Linked DNA regions of Gossypium hirsutum: region 2 is linked to region 1. Evidence: chromatin contacts called from public Hi-C data. All regions are on one chromosome and are shown on one strand. Each heading gives the region's core, a stretch centred on a gene start, on an enhancer-like site or on the middle of the called end of the contact. The rest is flanking DNA. Distances are from core to core; before and after follow the strand shown.

The links. Hi-C and Micro-C count contacts between places; a contact is called where the count stands out from the background.
Region 2: a Hi-C map of leaf shows a contact between it and region 1, with 2.0 times the contacts expected there. The contact joins the promoter of LOC107962241 here to the promoter of LOC107922446 in region 1. A contact is called at or near these places in 12 of 34 Hi-C or Micro-C datasets (anther, cotyledon, hypocotyl and 2 more).

What each region holds. Positions count from the first base shown.
Region 1 is chrA01:40,086,012-40,093,663 of Gossypium_hirsutum_v2.1, reverse strand. It overlaps LOC107922446 (classical arabinogalactan protein 4), which reads left to right and starts at 3,356. Exons shown (of 1, transcript XM_016852488.2): 1 at 3,356-4,238. The coding sequence starts at 3,587. The coding sequence ends at 4,000.
Region 2 is chrA01:40,431,818-40,439,469 of Gossypium_hirsutum_v2.1, reverse strand. It overlaps LOC107962241 (queuine tRNA-ribosyltransferase catalytic subunit 1), which reads right to left and starts at 5,019. Exons shown (of 15, transcript XM_016898558.2): 1 at 4,551-5,019; 2 at 3,987-4,080; 3 at 3,125-3,303; 4 at 2,752-2,802; 5 at 2,534-2,590; 6 at 1,795-1,915. The coding sequence starts at 4,568.

The DNA.
Region 1 (7,652 bases), core at 2,107-4,606:
TGATTGGGTGGGGGAAAGTGGGATGGTGTCGCCAATTGGTCAGGTAACACCGTTGATAATTATTCAAAACATCCCATTTTAGTAAATAATTATTTATCTGACCCATTTCGGTTAATATTTATTTTTCCATACTATTTATGTAAAAAAACCACGTATTTATGATTATTGTAATAACAATAGTGTGAACTGAACCAATACTCAATTGATATAATTTTTCAGGTATATATGAAAATAACGTATTAAATTTTAATACCATTTATATGTTTGACTATGTTCAATATATTTAAGTTTAGTAATAACTTTTTTAAAAAAACTCCATTACAACAATCTAACGAATAAAAAAAATTATAATAATCAATGTTAAGTCACAATAAATATATCAAAGAATGATAAAAAAAATTATACGAAAACAAAATCATCCGCTAATTTAAATAATTATTTTATAAACATTCACCGAGTGGGTAAATCTAATATTCAATAATATGATAAAGCTTAAATACAATTATTGTGATAAATTCAATAGTTAATATTTATTTTCTATATTTAATTGTTGTAGCATGTTTCTTTTTTATTTTTATTTTTTAGTATTCTTCTACTTTAAACCCTCAAAAAATAAAAACACATAATTTTCACCAACAATCATTAAGCGAGTTAATTAGATAAATATGTCATTTTTAAAAGTTAATTAGTGATTTAGGCTATTTTCCCTAATTTTAGAGAAATAGATTGATTTTGGAGAGAAAAATAGAAAACATGCCTTGTAGGGCGTGCTTTCAGCGTCTCTGCTGCCACATCAGCTGAAAAGACGTCTTGTTGGACGTGTTTTCGTCCAACGGTAAAAAATCCAACGGTTAAAATTTTTCAAACAATTAAATTTTTTTCTAACAGCTAGTTTATTTGCTATATAAATCCAACTCATTTTATTTCTTTTGCATTCAAATCTGATTATCTCAATTCATCTATTCTCTCAATTCTGTTAACTATTTAGTTCTCAAATTTTCATTCAATTTCTCTCAAATTCTTTATTGTTTTAATTTTATATTTTGTAATTTATTTTATTTAAATTGATTTTTATAATGGCAATGTCTCTTTTTTGTTTGGTTGACGAATACATTTTCGATGTCCAATTGCAAATGGTAAGAAAATATTATTAAATTTCTTAATTTTACTTAATTTCATTATTAAGTTGTTAGCATTATTAATTTAATAAATTTTTTATATTTATATAATCAGACTGAAGATTGGATTCCCGAGGCGTACATACACAATTTAAGTGCGAGGGCACCGCATATTATTAAACAAAACTTACGAGGGGCAGGATTCTTGAATGTGTCTCGTACGCTCAGAGGGACTAAATTGGATCCCGTAGTTATCAGCGCTTTGGTGGAAAGATTGAGACCCAAGACACACATTCCATCTTTCGTGTGGTGAGTGTATAATTACAGTTGAGGACGTAGCTTTAAAACTTGGTTTACCAATGGATGTGGTAGTTGTTACGGAGGTAGCGAGTGTTGGTGATGAGCAACTATTAGCCAATGTGCTAGACAAGTTTAGTGGTAGCCAGATAAAAATAAAATGGTCTAAAGATAATTTTAATTATATCGAAAACTCACGAGTGACGTTGAAATACAACAACATGCGCGAGCATTCATCCTGAGGTTAATTGGGGGTCTTCTAATGCTAGATAAATCTCAAAATCTGGTAAATTTAATGTGGTTATTACAACTTGTCAACTTGAAAGAAGCAGGGCGACTCTTCGGATTACATGACATGGTTTAAACATCACAATATGCCATATTTACTGTTGGAAGAGGAAAAAAGTAGGCAACATCGTCGTAGGAGGCCAAGATGGCCCTATATGAGGTTGCAATCAGGAGTACGTGCCTCGATGGAATCATTATCAGCTCCAACCTCAAAAGAGGAACTGATGGGTGAACTACCACTGGGTTAGTATGGTTCATATTATTTTGTTGTTTTCACTAACCCCTTTTTTTTTACACAAGCACCACATTATGCACCATCATGCCATGCATCAACATCTTCTCCACGTATATTTTTTGCACCACCTCTATCCCTAGTACCATATTACACGCCAAGGCCAACAACAACATTGAGGTATTTGCTATCACCGACAATTCCAACATTCTATTCACAATCGCGTTATGCGACACTATACACTTATTCGTTGATAGTGTCGTAAACAACTCAACATTATTGTTCTACCGAGGTGGGTCATCTTTGTAACCACCTATTACTACAATAAACGATATAAATAGGAACCTAGGATGCAAATACACTCAAGCACGAATGAATAAAATGAAAATGAAGATGAAGAAGATAAGGAGCTGGAACTCCAACTATGAAGAAATCTTTCTTGCAATCGACACCCATAGGGTCGTGGCACACGTTCGGGTCGACGACGCTTTTGAATTTTTTTTAATTTTTTCATTTAAATCATTATTTTCTTTGTTAACTTTTAATTTGTATTATATTAAAAATTTTCATCCATAAGGTACTTATTCCAATTATATTTAAAAAATATTCTATTATATTTTACATTAATAATATACTTATGGAAAAATTTTAAAAAATTGTTTGTATTGTATTCTATTGTATTTCATATCAATAATATATCAATATTTACAATTTACCAAAAAATAAAATTATTTGTTTGTTTCTTTTATATCCTACAAGGTGGGGCTTTCAACTCCTAATTATCACCTTAACAAAAAATACTTCTTACAAAACGTTTTTTTTCTCATTTTAAAATCAGTTTACTTTCCTAAATTTAAGAAAAATACTTAAAACCCTAATTTTTTTTTTAAAAAGGGCGTTTTTCTCTAATTAAGGCTCACTAAGCGTTCATCTACAATGCTTAAAATCAACGCGTTTTGGAATTTACGTAAAGGAGATGTTAAACGGTCGGGATTCTCCGATTGAGATCCTAATGGGACACGTGTATGTTAATGATGTGTTTGTCTTTTACCTTGAAAGTACAATAAAGTCACTCTTTATGGAGATTGATTTCACTTGCTTCCATGTACTTTTTACGAATTGTGAAATGCCGCTTGTAACCTTTTTTTGGTATGCTTCATTAATCATGGTACGGGTAATTTATCCACAAACCTGTATTGCAATACATGATTTCTAGTATATCTAATAAAAATAACATACAAGATATAATTTTTTTACAAAATAATTGATGAATTACAGATCTTTATTTCACAAAAGTTAAAAATATAGACACAATTAAGAAAAAGAAGTCTAGTCAAAAACTCTTTTGCTTTGTTTCAAAGTCCGAAAAAGAAAAAGAATCGATGGACTATTCAAATGAGAAAAAAAGTGATGAATTCCGAAGAATGGACTAAATTGAAATTAATAATAAATAAATGGGCTTAATAGAAAAAAATATAAGAAAACTCCAAAGTTTTAGAAGACATAGGAAAAAGTCTGTCAAGCCCCTCCCCCAAGGCCTAAACCTTCTATATATATCTCGTTTCATCTCTCTTCTTTCTTTACCCTACTGCTGCTTCCTCTGTTAAAAGGCTCTTTGTTCTCTGTTTCGTATTTCTCTTAAAACTCTACAATGGCTAAAACCTTTGCTTGCTTTGTCCTATTAGCTTTCATAGTTAGTTGCGCACTTGGTCAGGCTCCTAGCTCGGCCCCAACCAATTCACCGCCGTCTTCTAACCCTACTCCGGCTCCCAAGGTTTCTCCAACCATGTCTCCAACCGCTACACCAACCGCATCTCCGCCGTCAACATCCACTCCCCCGTCTTCAGCCCCTGAATCTTCACCAACTTCCTCTCCCACTACTTCTCCCCCAGCTCCTCTCGCTGGTTCTCCCGCTGGCTCTCCCCCTACCGCTGATTCTCCCACGAACTCCATCAGCGAGACACCAGGCAGCTCTCCCACTTCTCCTACGAGTGCAGCCGCTTGGAACAGAGTCACCGTCGCTGGATCTGCCGTTGCAGTCGTTTTTGCTGCTTTGTTGATTTAGATCTGACTTTCGGGGGAGGACAGGATTTGGATTTGATGATTTTTATTTTAGGCTCATTGTTAATTTCTCATTTTTAGTAGTGTATTTCTTTTGTTTTTATTTATTTTTATTTATATTTTGACGGTGATGATGATTTTATATCACTATAGCGTGTTGCTATTTTGACGGTTGAGATTTGATGATAGCTTACTCTCGATTGTTATTATAATTATTATGATTAGTTATATATTTTTATTTATTTTTTCTCTATTTATTTAAGTTTGTTTTTCTAATTAACATTTAAGAGTAAACTAATGAAGGATTGAGGAAAAAAATGAAAGACACAAAAGTGAGTGATGAAAAGTGCTAACGTGCGAACGATGGTGAGAGTGGGAGAGAAAGTGAACGCATAAACGTGGAAAGAGGGGTGGTGTCTTGTCTTTTATATGACCGATTTAGTGTTAACATGGTCGAAGGACAGCTGGATTGGTGTTGTACTATTTTTTATTAAAAAACATTTCTGGGGTTTACTTGTCTTTTGCTAGCTCGGGGTAGGGGAGGCATGGGGATAAACAAGTGTCACGTGGTCACAGCTGTTTTTAATGGGCCAACATATTTCCCATATACTGTTCATAGTTTTTAAAAAAATAATCAATGTTTTTATAATTAGTTCTTCTGGAAAAAAGTTAATAAATTATTTTAAAGTAACATAAAGTAACTTGAATCAAAGTCCCAATTATACCACTTTTATCAAAGTTTTATTTGATTTTATATAAACTTGTGTCAATTTATGTATACGATATTATTAAGAGTTATCACCTATTCGATTTTCAATTAAGTTATAACTTTAATAAAACAGTTTTTTTTTTTAAAAAAAATTTATTTTAAAAGTATTTCTATATTTTTTATATTGATAAGTTTTGAAAAATATACATATAATATTTAATATATATATACACCAAAAATAATAACATTTAAACTCAAAACATCACAATCATCATTATTATCTTAAATTTACTGTTTTAATTAAAATTATATTTAAATTTTGCATCAAACTTTTTATAAAATTGTTGACCTGAGTGTATCATAACTCATCATCTAATTTTATATAAACTTTTTCACTTACATTATGATGTAAGTAATTTAGTATTTACTAAAATAATTATATATTCAAATAAAAATATATTAATATTTTAAAAAAATATATATACTTTCATAAGTCAATGTGGTATTTATTTATTAATATAAATAAAATGAAATTAACTTTTAATATCATATATGTTACATATGATTTCACACATTTAATATTTAATTAAATTTTTAAGTATTATATTTTTAATTGAAGTAATTAGAGTAAAATAATATTTTGATTTAAATTATTGAATATAATTAAACTGTATTAACTTATCAAAGTATAAAATTTACAAATCATAATTAAAACATTTTTAACATATACAACCTATAATATATTTTTACTTTAAATAATTAATACAAAATAATATTATTCAAAACAATAATAATTAACAACTAAGTTAATATCATCAAATTAAGTACCATCAAACTCAGTGAAGATTATTTGTAAAAAAATGTAATTAAAATATAATGAAAATATAGCAGGGCGAGATATATAATATAAAAAATGTTTGAAAGGGATTAGGTATATAAAAGTTTCGAAACGTATAAAATATAAATCATTAATGAATCGTTTCAAAAATGAATACATAAATAAGCCAACAATGAATAAATTTTAAAAAATAATTTTATCATATGTTAAAATATATGAATATAGCATAAATATACAAATTAAAAAAAAAGCATAAATATACAAAATAGAAATATAACACATTCCAAACATTATTAATAAAAATTAAAAATGCTAAATTTTAAACATTTATGTTAGAGTCCTAATTAATAAGTTATAATATAACTATTTATTTATTTATTCAAAAAGGAGGTTCAAAGCGCCTCAGACATTAGTAACTAAAGGACTAACAATATATATTTAAAAGACATTCCATGTGCATATTGTCATCTTTAAGTACGTCATTCACAGGCTCTAGCCTGAGGCACATGAAGTTTGTTCCATGTTTTCTCAAATTCCTGAAAGAACATAGTTCTAAAAGCAATTTCTTGAAAATTTTAAAATTTCTCTAACTTCTTCCATTGAAAAATTATCGAGCTAAAAGAGTCGACTTTCTAAATCTTTCTCTTCTTGGAATTTTGAAACATGCTAAGAAACAAGAGAAACAAAACAGTTTGGTTCCTGCTTTTAATTTTTTTTTTTGGTGTATTTTAATGATAAGTGAAAATAATAAATTAAGAAAAAAATATAAAAGCACTGATCAAATAGAAAATTAAGTGTTTTTATATGAAAGATATATATATATATGTAAACATTTAAATCAAACTTATGAACATTTGGAGAGAGAGAAAAGAAATAAAAAAAAAGTAAAAGTATATTTCCTGATTATATCTATAATTGTTAAACTTATATTTGGTGAGCTTGCATCTCTTTTTGTTGATCTCCCTAATTAAAGATACAAACAAAAATCATTTTGCGTGTTAAGAATATTTGCAGGCCCTAGACCTCACAAGCCCAAGACCTTGTAGACTCACATAATGTAGATCACATCTTTGACGTGGACAAAGTACGTGGTTATAAAATCTTTGATGTTGGGATTTTGGCCACAGTCCACTTAGTGTGTTGTTGTTGCTCAAAATTCACTCTCAGGTTGGTGATCAGTTTCAATGTCGTGACTTCATAGATATGGTGTCGCGTCTTCAATGGTAGTCTTAAGGTTTCTTTATCTCTACATAAGCTAGAAATGATCGTTAGAGCTCAAAAGGCAAAATTTTGCCTAATTGGTCACTAGACACACTTCAAATACATAATTTAACAAAAGAAATAGAAATTAAACAAATATTAAAAATCATAAAATAAAACATAAAAATGCATAATTACAAGCTCTTGAAGTGTCCAAAGGAACTCAATTTACCATATCAAATTATGGCAAATCAGTGTCGCCCCTCCCTACTCTAGTTAGAGTGGGAGCGTATTTTCTATTTAAATAGTATTATTCATCAAGGGCTTATTCAACCAGGATTCTTGTACCTCTCTCCATAAATAAAGAGCATCGGTTGACCTAAAAACATCATACATTTTTTGAGTTGTCATTATTCTTCTAGAAAGTAGTAGGAATTTATTTACTTAGAATCAATTCTATTTTTTGGGAATAACGATCTTTACCGGTTTTTATAGAGAGAACTTTTCAACTAATGTAAGTAAATCATTTTTTTTTGTGATTTAGCTCGTGTTGATCGAGCCTACACTTGGCGCAATTCCTATTACAAGGATAACAAAGAAAGTCGTTCGGTTGAAAGTCAAGATTGAATAAATCAGTCGCACAAAGCACATGTACTATTCCGGTTAGGGTTTATTACTTTAAATATAACAAGAGAGCTCGATTTTAAAAATATTAAACTTTTGTTTTAATTGTAACACTTTTTAAATTTATTTTTCCAACAATTGGTATTAGAGCCAAGTTCTGTTATATTTATAGTATAACCAATATAATACTTTTTTCTCTATCTCTTATTATGTTCAGTTAAATTAGATGAGATGTAGTATTCTTTCAATTATATGCGTGTTATGGGATATATATATTTGTGTGTG
Region 2 (7,652 bases), core at 3,770-6,269, 340 kb before region 1:
CAAAAGATGTCGATTTTTTCTTTCTGCAACCCCATTTTGTTGTAGTGTATTTGTACAAGAGCTTTGGTGAACTATACCATGTTTGGTTAGGAAAATACCTAATTGGTCACTAAAAAATTCCCCACCATTCATTCCGAAGTACTTCTATTCTCACACCAAATTGTGTTTTTACCATAGTATAAAAAGACAAACACATTTTTAACTTCAGACTTATCTTTTAATAAAAACACCCAACAAATGTGAGTATACTCATCAATAAATGTAACAAACCAACATTTTCCTAAAAAAGTTAAGCTCTCGAAGGTCCCCAAACATCACTATGAATTAAATAAAAAGGTTTGAAAGCTTTAAATTTTTGAGGTGGGAAGAATAATCGATGATGTTTAACCAATTCACAAAATTCACAGTGATATGGACTTTTATTTTTAAATAGATCAAGTAATAAATAGCTTAAATAGTAAAAATTAGGATGTCCAAGCCTATAATCCCAAATCATAACCTTATCAAAACTAGAGGCAAAATTTAAACATAAATTAATTGTTGGTTGACTTAGATGGTCGTCGTCAAGAAGGTAAATTCCACCAGATTCTTTAGCATTACCAATCATCCTCCCCAAGACTATGTACTGAAATTTACACATAGAATAGTCAAATATAACATGACAATTCGAGGATTGGGATAATTTACTAACCGTTATGAGATTACAAGCTAGATTTGGCACATGTAAAACATCATGTAAAACCAAAGAAGGCAAAATTTTAACAGTGCCTTTCCCAACTATTGTCGAGAACGACCAATTTGCTACTTTGATTTTTTTGTTTCCTGCACAAGGTATATAAGTTGAAAAAATAAAATGACTACTAGTCATGTGATCATTAGCTCCAGAATCAACTATCCACGTGTTTATTTTTTAAGGCTTGGCACTGAAAAAAACAGAAAAATCAGTACCTGATTAGGTAAAGGAAGAAGAAGGATTATTGGATGAGTTAGTAGATAAGAATTCATCCGAAATTGTGGTAATTGAAAAAGCTTCTATAGATGCTCTAGTTGTTCTTTAATGAATGGATACCCTTCTAGAGAACTTTGGCCCTCATAATTTTCAGTAGTTTTTTTAACGGTAAAACTTTCTTCCTCTGTTTGATTGTTGGATCTCTTATCTCCAATAAAGGTTGTTTTAACCATGATACTACTAGAGATAATCGAACTCTGATACCATGAAAGTTTTCAAGAGAGTATTTAATAAAACTGTTCTATTTTTATTAACTAAAGAACTGAACTTAAATAGAGAAAAGAGTCCTAATCTTAATTGGGAAAATAATTCCCCTATTCTAATAAACTACTAAAACATGAGGAAAAATAATTCTCTTATTCTAATAAACTACTAAAAGATAAAATAAAATATTCTTAGAATATGAATAAAACTTATCTTTCTAAATACAATTTATCTAACTAAATAAATTTAAAATATATACATATTTCAACAAAATAGGGGATCCAAGTGCAGAAGGTAAAAGTAAATATTTAATAAATTAAATGACATTCAACGATAACATTGTGTTGCTTTGTATGATTATATTTATAACACACTATAAAAGCATTTCTAAAAAGCTTCAAAAGGTATGTATACAAGCTTGATAAAAGATAATCCACTCCAACAAGCTAGAGGACAGGCAGACCAGGCAAAATACTTATTTAAAGCTCAAAGATTGGTAAATGATATGATTTTAAGCCAAATGGTTAATATTTCCATGCAAGAACCGTGAGTGAGCGTTGTTCAATCTTAAGCATAATTACCAGCTATGCATCTGTCTATCCAGCGGAGGGTACGATGCATGGCCTCTTCAATTCGTGGACCAGTAATAGTAGTTTTCACCACATCATCAAGAGCCATTATTATATCTGCGCCAATTTTATTCTGTATAATTGTTAGGAGAAGATAAAGTTAAAATGGAATATTCAAGACATATAGAGACAATAAGCCTAAGAAACATTTAGGATTTTATCCTATAGTTAAAATGGAATATTCAAAACATATAAAGACAAAAAGCATAATAAACATTTAGGATTTTATCCTATGTCTCTTGGTTACTATTAAGGGATAAAAGAGTATGGGTTCAGGGATAAAAAAGGTGAAGGCACATAATTTCGTTAATATACAAAGGCAAATAGGTTCTCATAGCAAGCGATCCTTAACTTTTGCTAGATCTTTATACCGCTAATAACCACTTAAGTGAAACTATCACAAACATCATGTATTGAGAATAACAAATTAGAGTAAATTACACTATGAAGCATTTGAAGAACAAGCAACCCTTATTTATCCAAAAGTAATCTTCATGAAATCTCAATTCATGGCTTAAAAGAGACAATTATTTGGTTGAAAAGGGAACCAAGAATAACAAAACACCTCCTCTCATCCCAGTAATATGAGCCAGTGTTGCAAAAATTAAGGGGAAGAAAGAATAACTTTTAGTTTTTACCAAAAACATAATATAACAAGAATTACCAAAGTACACTAAAATAAAGCACCTACTTGGATTTGAATAGATTCCTCTGGTGTTAGGAGCATCGGCTTTCCATCCACTGGAGACTAAGTTAAGAAACATGAAGCCTTTTAAAAGTAAAACATCACAAAAACAAGAAAGAAGTAACAAGAAAAGGTATGCTTCCAGGTAATACTTAAGCAAATTATTATACTAATTACTTCCAAGATGTCATGAACACTACAGAGAAATATTAATAACTAATTACCTGAAATGTTACACCCTTTTCAGTGATGTCAGCTAAATGCAACAGTGAAACCTATAAAGTAACCAGCAAGAGAGATTGTCATAATCAACATACCACGCATATATTATTTATCACTAATTGAATTATACACACTGGAGATCATGACTTAACATAGTGTAGTAACAACGTAATTATGATTTAGAGAAAGGAAAACAAAACATCAAAATTTCTAAACAGTTATTATTTTTCCTTAAGACACTAGTGCACAGAAGCCATATAAACTGTATACATGCATGCATATAATAGCAAGTACTTGAAAATTTAAAAGGAATGATGAACAATGAAATGAATCAAAAATTTAGAGAGATACAACAATGTCAAATCATAACACAACCATTTGAAAGCCTCCAGAATCCGTCAGCAATGCTCTAGGCCAGTTCATAAATTTGTGAAGACCACCCAATTCATCAATAAGCTCAGATGTAGGACGAAGAGCCAGATGATACGTATTCCCAAGAATTATTTGACAACCAATCTCCTCAAGCTGGTCAGCTGTCAAACCTTTTATTGTGCCTGCCATGAGGAGGGGAAACCATGTCTTCTAGTAGCAAGATTTAAGAAATAAAAGGCACATGATGCAGTGAGCTATCCATGGAGTGAAGTATATAAGAATTTGATAGAGGTGAAGTATAAAATGCAAGGCATGCATCAATCTTGAACCATCCATGCTAAATGTCCATTCAATGGAAGGCAATTCCAGATACTTATATTCACAACTAATCATCTGAGGAATCAAATACAAACAAATTCATTGGCGTTTCTTAGTTTTAGAAGATTATAAGAATTTGCAATCTCATCAATGACAAAGTTTAGGGAAATGATGTAAAACATCTAAACTACCTTTTAGAAAAGGGTCGAAAGTACAATATATTTTGCAACATAAAAGATTAAAGATCCTTATAAATTGTCCATTCAATGGAAGGCAATTCCAGATACATATATTCACAACTAATCATCTGTAGAATCAAAGACAAACAAATTCATTGGCGTTTCTTAGTCTTAGAAGATTATAAGAATTTGCAATCTCATCAACGACAAAGTTTAGGGCAATGATGTGAAACATCTAAACTACCTTTTAGAAAAGGGTCGAAAGTACAATATATTTTGCAACATAAAAGATTAAAGATCCTTATAAATTGTTCCGAGTATTCTAAATATGCTATAGAATGTGTGATATTAATATTAAAAAATTCAACCTTGCGTTCCCACGGGCATAAACAAAGGTGTCTGGCATACAAAGTGAGGAAGTGTTAGTTGAGCTGCCCGAGCACGATTAAACCTCCCTAGAATCTAGGAAAACCAGAGGAAAAAAATAAGAAAATTGCATATGAGCAACCATCCAAACCTCGCTAGGTTAAATCAAGAAACGTAATTAAAGTTAGAATCATCAAGATTGAGCCCAAGAAAAAAATTATCACGTTCACTTACTAAATATCCTTATAATACAGGAACAGACGTAATAACTGGTAAGAAGAATCAATTACCGAAAAGAAACAAAATTACGGTGAAAACAACATCTATGAAGAGAGATTATTCCATTAAATAGTTTAAAAGCAGTTTCTGTAAATCAACATTTTCAAGAATTGCTATTTTCCTCTAACTGTTACTATCATTCGACAAACGAAAGATGATGATAATAATAATAATAATAATAATAATAATATGCTGAGAAGAGGCGGGTAAATCTTTTGTTAAGATGATTTTGGCTCGAAAGTTAAATAAAAACAAAAGATGCAGCATTCAAAGTTTAAAAGTCCCACCTCGAAACGAAGCGCCATCAAGCAGTTTTAAGGGACGTTTAAATCGCGGTGGTGTAGCGTATCACAGGCCGCTATTTCACAATATCGGCGCCGACCGCCACCGCTAAAGGCCTCAATAGAAATGTGAAAATTTGCACTTGAACAGCAGCGGATCAAGGCGGCAAATATCAGTGTAACCGAAAACAGTGGCGATAGCGGTCCGCTATTCCCGCTAAACCGATAGCTTTAAAAAAATTTTCCTTCTCACCAAAGTAAACATAGGGAAAGAGTATGAGATGAGACAGAGTAATAAACTGTAGGATGGAAAACAAATATAACAGAGTGATGCAGAGGCAGATGGCGGATAACTCAATATCTCATTACTACCGTAGACATCTTCAAAGTTATGTTTAGGGTTTTAAAATTTAGAAACTTGGCGGCGTCAGGATATGGGTAGAAAGATGAAGAGTAGGTCCGGATTTTTTAAAGTAAATTTTACCAGTTCTATTTTTTAAGACTTTTATTGGGTTTTTTACTGAAATAAATTTAAAAAAAAATTATATATCAAAATATGTTGTTTGTTGGATTATTTATTAAAATAGTTTTTTTTATTCATGCCTATTTGATAGGTGGGATTTTTTTTTATATTAAAATATATATTTTTAAATAAAATATTATTTTTTATTTTTGAATTGGTATGACCTGTGTATAGATACAAATACAGGTTGCACTTATCTCAGAGTCACGACTAGTTGAACCTTTCTCAGAGGCGCGACTAATTGTGTCTATCTCAGAAGCACAAATGGTGGGGCTTACAAGAGCATCTTTTGCTTAATTTTTCCTCTATACATATTTCAAAAATTGTCAATAAAAATAAAAAATCAAATAAAATTACATTATATAAAAATTACATTAAAAAAATACAAAACACTAGAAACATTAATATTTGTGAGTGTTAAATAATTTATAACTTAATCTTAAATTCACCATATGTTAAACTAAACACAATATTGATATTTGTGGGTGTTAAATTTTTTAATTAAAATTTTAAATAATTTTAATAAAAGTATTTCTCAATATCTTAATTCATACTTAGAATCAACAGCGCATTAAATGGAATTCGAAGATTCATATCTACTTGTTATTGTAGATATAAATATCCATATCCCATATTTTTTCACACAGTCAAAACTCTACTCCTATTGTTCAAAATATTTCTTAATTATGAGTTTTGAGAAACGCTTTTAATTGATACTATTAATGTATTATTATCAATTTTTAATTTTTTTAAGTTGCTGTTAAGTATTGGTATGTTAATAATTGATTTATATTCTTCAATATTTCTACAATCATTTTTTTATAAAAATAATTTTAAAGTATATTAATTTATGAAAAGAGTCTGTTATGATTAAACTTTGACAAATTTATATCCAAGTTGATATAAAAAATATGAAATGAGTCTGCAGTAGCAGCAGCAGATGGCACGCAGAGGGCTGTTTGTGTACTGTGCGAAACAGTACCATTTGCGCCTACCTGTCAGGCACGATTAGTCGCGCCTATCTGATAAAAATTACTCGGTTAGTTATTTAAACATTGGTTATTCTTATTCTGGTTATTTTTTCTTTTTAATTTAGACATTCAAAATAGAAATTGATCAAATTGGTCACTCTATCATTATCTATTTGGAGTGACTAACGGCTAGTTTATCTTAAATTTAGAGTGACTAGAGTGGAAATGCACCATTAATCTTCCGTTACCATTTAGCACTGAAGTGGTCAATTTAATCAATTTCTATTGTAAGTGACCAAATTAACAAAGAAAAAATATTGGGTGACTAAAATAGAAACAACCCTTATTTCAAGTTACTAACGGTGAAATTTACCCATAATTTTATATGGTTTTTAAGACAAGAAAAAAAAATTATCATGTATAAAAACTAATAATTTAAACAAGAGAAAACTTAATTATTATTCACACATAAGTGAAAAACGGAATTATGTAACAAATATATTTATAAAAATTGGTATAAATTGCAAATGAGAGTTTTTTAATGGTTAAATATGAATGTTAAAAATTATAGAAGCCTACATTCAAATCTTATTATGGGTATATTTTTAATATAAAAATATAATGACGTAATGTTAAATTTAGCACATAACATTTGCATTTTTTTATCAATTTGACTTTTAGTTAAATTTGACCCTCAATATTTTAAAAACAATTAGATTTAGCTATTAACCTTTCAAAAAGAGTCGATTTATTTTTTTAATAAAAATACTGATTAAACCGTTAAATTTTTAAACATGACAACCACTATGGTAAGTCACAAGTATTTTATGCTAATCTTTTTTTAATTTTTATGAACATTTTTATAGTTTTTTATTTTATATTTTTGAATCTTTTATAAATTTTAAAGGATTTGTTGGCGTGACATGTAAGACAAAATAGTATCATGTCAACATAAAGTATGTGTGGACTACCACTCAAGTTGTTACACCAACATAGTTAAAAGGTTAATATTTTAGTCAGCATTTTCGTTTAAAAAAAGACGATTTGACTCTTTTTTAAAGGTTAATGCCAAAATTTAGCTTAAAAAAGAATAATGACTAGATTGAAAAATATGTAAACATTGACGGCTAAATTTTGCATTATGTCAAAAATAAAATAACAAAAATACCCTCAAAGCAGTACATTTTGCTTTGTAAATGACATTTTCGTCATTATCCAACTGAATTAATGCAGATTAACTAGTGATACCAACTCAATCGAATATTTAATATATAATATAAATATATAAATACTAGGTTTAAATGCATGCAAGACATAAGGACATAATTGTAAAAATTACATATATTTTTTTTAAAAATAATGAGTATTAAATTTAATATGATAATTATATGAATTTTTAATTATTTTTTAATCAAATGTTGTATATATAATCATTATATCATAATGTGAATGTACAGCTTTTTTATTTTAATAAAAAAGTTTAGGTATAATGTTAATGGAGTTTTAGACTTCACAAGTAAAGCCGGGAGATTGATAAGTGTCCAATAAATGTATAGTAAATAAGACATTAGATAATTTTTTAAGATTGTTTGTGGAATAAAAAAATACATTGTT